Linked DNA regions of Hordeum vulgare: region 2 is linked to region 1. Evidence: chromatin contacts called from public Hi-C data. All regions are on one chromosome and are shown on one strand. The core of a region is the stretch at or near the end of the contact, and the rest is flanking DNA. Distances in the headings are between cores, read along the strand shown.

Evidence for each region. A called contact is a pair of places that touch in the nucleus more often than the background predicts.
Region 2: a contact with region 1 is called in a Hi-C map of leaf, with 3 times the contacts expected there. The contact joins the promoter of LOC123404363 here to the enhancer-like site in region 1. A contact is called at or near these places in 5 of 6 Hi-C or Micro-C datasets (leaf, seedling and an unstated tissue).

What each region holds. Positions count from the first base shown.
Region 1 is chr6H:208,029,203-208,032,312 of MorexV3_pseudomolecules_assembly, reverse strand. No RefSeq gene overlaps it. Among protein-coding and RNA genes, the nearest start is that of LOC123404363, 110 kb to the left of the region's middle. Within about 2 kb of position 1,547, at least 2 of the 3 cell types and tissues checked have open chromatin away from gene starts, as enhancers often do. A contact at or near this core is called in leaf, where this site is marked.
Region 2 is chr6H:208,139,282-208,142,365 of MorexV3_pseudomolecules_assembly, reverse strand. LOC123404363 reads right to left here and starts at 1,555. Exons shown (of 4, transcript XM_045098280.1): 1 at 1,064-1,555; 2 at 67-150.

The DNA of each region.
Region 1 (3,110 bases), core at 298-2,797:
GCCCAATTTCTAATATATGAAATAATGTACAAACGAATCCCAAGTCTAAAGTAGCCTCGCTAATACGTAATATTTTGCATGCAAAAAAATACGCAATATGTTCTGAGAGGGATGGCTAATACGTAATATTCGAGAGACTTATTAGTTGGTTTTGATTTGATTTCTATACGAACCGGTGCTGGATTGATGACCCTGTTGAGAGGCCAGCAACCATGAATCACTTTTGTGGCGCCACCGTCGTTGTCAGGGAAGAAAAAAGAAAATTAGAGGTAGCTATCATGCCTTAGCATATGCACTTATGCCCTGTTGAAATAAGTGGGAGCTATAAATGAAAGATACGTGCGTGCATTATATTCCGATCTTATCCTTTCAAATCCGACTAGATCTCTTATCTTCCTTTTCCTTTTTTCAAAAAGAGGTCTCGCCCCGGTCTCTGCATCGAGTGATGCATACAACCATTTTATTTAATAACTGAAAAGATCCGAAGTAGGTACAAAGTCAAAAAGTAAAGGGAAAATAAATAACAAGGCGATGAACGCCTAAGCCGAATATCTGGATAGGAGTAGTTGACTAATTTCCTATTCTATCAGCATGTCGTCATCCATATCGGCTGAAGATAGCCTGAGCTACCATCTCTCATCGGGCACACCCAGTAACCAAAGGCTCCCTGGTTTTCACATGAGTGAGTAAGGACCACATGCGGATCAATGCAGTAGCCCTGAAGATGACCTGCAAAAAGTTGATAGATTGTTGTCTGTTAAAAACTAGGTCATTTCTGTAATTCCATATAGCCCATAAAAGTGCAGAAGTTCCAAGTCGAATTAACTTAGCAACGAGATATTAACCCCGTCAAGCCATGTCCCAAATAACATGTTAATGCTAGTCGGCGGGATGATGTTAAAAGCTATATGGATGGAGCGCCATAATATTTTAGCCATAGGGCAGTCCAGAAAGAGGTGCTTGATAGTTTCATATGTCCGACAGAAGCTACATCTCCGATTTCCTTTCCAATTTCGCTTGGCCAAGTTATCCTTAGTTAAAACAACTCTTTTGTGGACAAACCACAAAAAGATTTTTAACTTAAGGGAAACCTTAACGTTCTAAATATGTGAAGATTTTGAAATAACTGAACTATCAATAACATGGTAATACATTGATATCTTCCTTTTCCTGACGGGGAAAATAAAGCTAGTTCAAGTGCACGCCGCTTGAGAAAAAAAAACTGGACTAAATATATTTTTGCAGCTAACAGGAGGAGGTGGCCGAGTTTCGTTTCATTTTCTCTCTTGTGTTGCACGACTGGTTCAAGGCGCGCGGATGCACATGATTCGTCGTCTCCTCGACCGGCAAATACGCCTTTGCCAGCCAGATCTCGTCTAGAACGACTAGCATCGGGCAGAAAGAGAGGTTTCTTCAAAAGGTAGTGCATCATCCGGTTAATTTACAAGTGGAATGCCAATTTCTAGTGGATGCTGGCATGCACAGAATATATATAGTGGCGCGTCCGCTCATTCGACTTGGAGGGGGCGCGTGCTCCTCCTCCTACAGGCCTAGCTACAGCAGCAGCCTACGCCACAAACATTAGCTTTGCTCCAACGCAAGGCGAAACGTGTCTCGTCGAGCTTGGCGGATCGTGCGCTGTGGCTTTCGCGGCATCTCTTTCTCCAAATTCAATGGCTCGACAGGCTACTCCTCCTCCGACTTAACCCGATCGAGCGCGACCTGTGCAGTGCATGCAGCTTGCAAGTTGCCGTTTCTAGGAGTTGCTGCTTTTGCGTGTCACTAGCTTGTCCAAATTATTTACCTATTGGATCAAAGCTGTCCATTTTAGCAACGACACAAGCGAGAACCCCTCATCTTTCAGGGAAACTTTGGGACTTTCGATGCATCAACGTGTATTACAGCTGTTAGGTGGAATAATTATTTATTGCTTGAGCCTCATAGGCATATATATATATATATATATATATATAGTAATACAATGACTAACTTAAAGTACAAGGCAAGGTATGTTAGGAAAATAAACCGTGTGTGTGCATGCGTAGAGTGTGTGTATGGATCCATGTCGAGGTCGGGTTGTTTCGAGCCGGTTTGTGGCTAGGTCTACGTTCATGTGACGACGGAGACGGGATGCAGCGGGCGTAGAGATCACGGTTAGAGGTGGTGCCGAAGCCTAGAATGAGTAGACATCTCACGATCGAGGAAGACCGGATCATCAGGAGTTCATGCGTAGGGCGATCAATGATGTGTGGGCGTTGCGTCCCCGTTGGCTATAAAACCGGTCGTACCCATAGTTTGTTAGTGTGTGGGGTATGTGTGCCCAGAAATAACTAAAACAAGGCGTCTGAGCGCCGGGGCGTTCGTCGCTGCAAATCTCCAGTGCATGCTGCTACTTCTTCCATCTCAGTTCATGAGCGATGGTGAGGAACTAGTCTAGCGTTAGACCCAACAAGGTAGGACAAATCCTAGTCTATCTCATATTTTCTAACTAGTCAATATTCTCAACATCCCCCCGTAGTCACAATGGTAGCAACGCAAACGGTGAGACTGGAGAAGAATCCGAAGGTAAGCCGACGGTCATCCCCCCTTAGTCGTAACGGTCGATGCATCGCGAAAGTTGTGCCTGGAGTGGTAACCGACGAGGTCGCTCAAGCAAGGCGGTAACCCTTTGTGTCTTTGTCGAGGTAGCCGAGAGCGTAGGATGGTGTAGTTGTGGTCGAGGTAGCCGTGCAAAGAACACCGTGGTCGATGTCGAGTCGGGGTAGCTGGTGTCGAGGAAGTCGTCGTGGAGCCGCGGGCGCAAGGAGGCGCCGAGTTAGTCATGAGCGCAGTGGTGTCGAAGTAGTGGTGCGTCGGAAAGAAGACGTAGTTGAGATGAGTCGCACCGAGTTTGCCAAGCCCGGGGACACATCATGGACGAAGGCACGCATCGGTGTTGCCAGCACCGCGCATGCGTAGACGGACGAAGTCGATGTTGACGATGCGTCGCTCTAGGTTTGCTAGGTCTGGGAACACATCGGCGACGAAGGCACGCAACGGTGTTGCCAGTACCGGACATGCATAGACGGGGACCTGCACACAACTTGTACGCCATGTCGAGGAGGCTAGCA
Region 2 (3,084 bases), core at 306-2,805, 110 kb before region 1:
AACAAAGGAAACGTGATTCTAAGAATGACAAAGCTACAAACGGTATCAAGGTCACGGTCATCTTGCCTGTGGTTTCTTCAGACTGGAACTGCTCTTGTTCTTCCTGCACGAACTCTCCGGACTCCTCGTACTCGTTTCCGGCCCCGGTAACTACCCAAAAGAAACAACATCTAATAAACACCAGCAACAAATGATGCAACAGACAACAATATGCATGAATGCACTCCGCCAAACAAGTACATGAAAATAGCCCTACATCATAAATCTATTGCCACCTCACCACAAGGGGATTTTTACTGAGATGCCCAAAACCAGAAATGAACAACACCATTGGATTCACTGGTATTTTCTATCCCAAATCCATATATCACACTGCCACTTTTGCATCTAGAAAAACATCACAAACAGGGAAAGGAATCTGACATAGAATCAACTACAACATTAATTCAAGAAGAGGGACTGTTCTTGGGCCAACCCAAATTGGCATATGCCAGAATAGGCAAATTCCTTATTAAGAATTATTCCAAAGATGAAATCTATCACCTCAACAGAAGTAATAAAGGGAAAAAATTAAAAATAAAAACACTAAATCTAAGAGCCAGGGCCCACTAGTGAGTGACACAAAACAACATATTAACAGAGAAAAACTAAAAGGAAGTGGAGGAGTTCGTACCCACCACCTCTGTGTGCATCACAGAGGCAAGCACCACTTTGCTATGCAAGGCTAGTTACTCTAAGAGGGGAGGGAAACCCAATCTAGAAAAACTACCACGCTCTACAGAGAGAGAACCACTTTGCTATGCAAGGCTAGTTACTCTAAGAGGGGAGGGAAACCCAATCTAGAAAAACTACCACGCTCTACAGAGAGAGAAAAAACCCAAACTTCAAAAGGGCTCGAACCGTGGACCTCTTACACTGTGCGCGACTTGGTTGCCACTAGGCTATGCTGCGACTACTGACCCAACACAGCTAACAACACAGGTAACCTACAACTGCAACTACTACAACAAGGAGAAAAAATCAGGTAAATAAAAGGTGCGGCGCTGGGATTTGATCCCCCGACCTCGTGGTTGTGCAGAAGCGGCGTGGTTCTTCTACCTCCATCCACCGGAGGAGATGTTGTCGCCGGCGAGCGGAATGGCGATGACGGCGGCCAAGATTGCCGGCGGGGGTACGGATTCCTTAGAGGTTTCCATTCCCGGGGGAAGCTAGCTTCTACGACGCAGAGGGGCGACGATGCTCAAGCTGAACCAAGCTTTGCCTTGGACATGGCGGTCACGAGAAGGAAACAGGGGCGCAACGGTAGGCGAGGCACGACGGGGCGGCGATGCAGCAGCGGCGAGCAAGCTGGCTAACGCGTGCGGGTTGCGGGCGTGCGCTGGAACGGGAGCTCCGCGGGTTCACAGCAAAACAACCGCAACTTTCTTTACAGAAGATCTTCTTCAGAGAAGATAATGGGAGCACGGCGAGCACGATGATGTCACGGCCGGATCTACAATTACGAATGGCTAGCGACGCGACGGAGAGGGTGAAGGAAGAGGGGGATCATACCACGTCACCTAGGGCAACACGGGGGACACAACTTATAGGTGGCTCGGGCTCTCTCCGGCTGTCAAATCGACCGGAGGGCTACGTGGCTCCCGTGGATGGCTGCCGTACAGAGGAGCACGAAGACTCCACTCAGGGGTTGGCTGGGTTGCGCTGCTAGCTGGGCCTGGGGGAAGAGGGAGCCCAGCACACCTCTCTCTCTGGAAAACAACAAAGGGGGTTCATGTTTTAAACAAATGCACAACAAATAGCTCACACAAGAAAACAGGAAATGGTCTTTAGTAAGAAGAAAATATCTTTGGTCTACTAAAACCATGCCACTAATTATAAAAATAAGTAGGCATTTTTGGGAGAGCAGAATAATTCCTTTTCTTTAACATGGGGCTCTGTTTTTTAATTAAAACCAAAATGAAAAGGACGTCAAATAGAAGAGTGTTGCCACCTACAATTATTTAAATAGTTTTTCAAAGATGTTGGACATTTTTAATGGCCAAAACAGAAACTTAAATTCTGCCTCATGTTAGAAAGGAGAGGGGGGGAGGGGGTTTATTTGGACCTTGGTGCAACTAAGATTTTGAAGGTTCCTTGTTGCACCCACACCACACTCCATAATAACATCCAAGACATATACAACCACATCACCAAGGTGACACAACACCCAGAACAAGACTAAGCAAAAAGGAAGATGCAAGATATGCATGAGAAGCACATGAAATGATAACCACAACACCTCCTCCATAACATAGCTTCAACATGGTTGCCCCAAATGGAAAAGCTTACAAAAGGGGAAAGAAAGCACTTGGGCTGTTACATTATGCAAGCGCTAACTTAGTCAAACAATGTTTGCTAGGAGGTGAAGGGTTAGAGGTTTCATGGCCATGTTTGGAGGCTTATATATCAGGTGGTAGGCAGCGGTGAATAACGATGGAAACGATTCAACTAGACATAACAAAGCTAGAAACGGTCTCAAGGTCACGATCATCTTGCCTGTGAGATCTTTAGACTGGAACTGCTCTTGATCTTCTAAACGTACTCAACATAATCCTCAAACTCGTTATCAGCACCCGATGCTACCCCTAATAAATAAACAACCAATAAACACCAGCAAGTTATAATGCAATGATACGTCTCCATCGTATCTATAATTTTTGATTGTTTCATGCCAATATACAACTTTCATATACTTTTGGCAACTTTTTATACTATTTTTGGGACGAACATATTGATCGAGTGCCCAATGCCACTTCTTGTTTGTTGCATGTTTTTTGTTTCAAAGATTATCCATACCAAACGAAGTCCAACTCAATAAAAAACCTACGGGGATTTGTTTTGGAATATTTATGATTTTTTGGAAGAAGAATCAACGCAAAACGATGCCCGAGGGGGTCACAAGCCCCCTAGCCGCGACCTGGGGGTGGGACCGCGCCTGGCATGCTTGTGACCAATCCCTAAGGCGGTTGGGGCCCTTGTTTCTTCACAAGAAAGATAATATCCGGAAGAAAATCTTGTTAAAATTTCAGCCCAATCCGGAGTTAT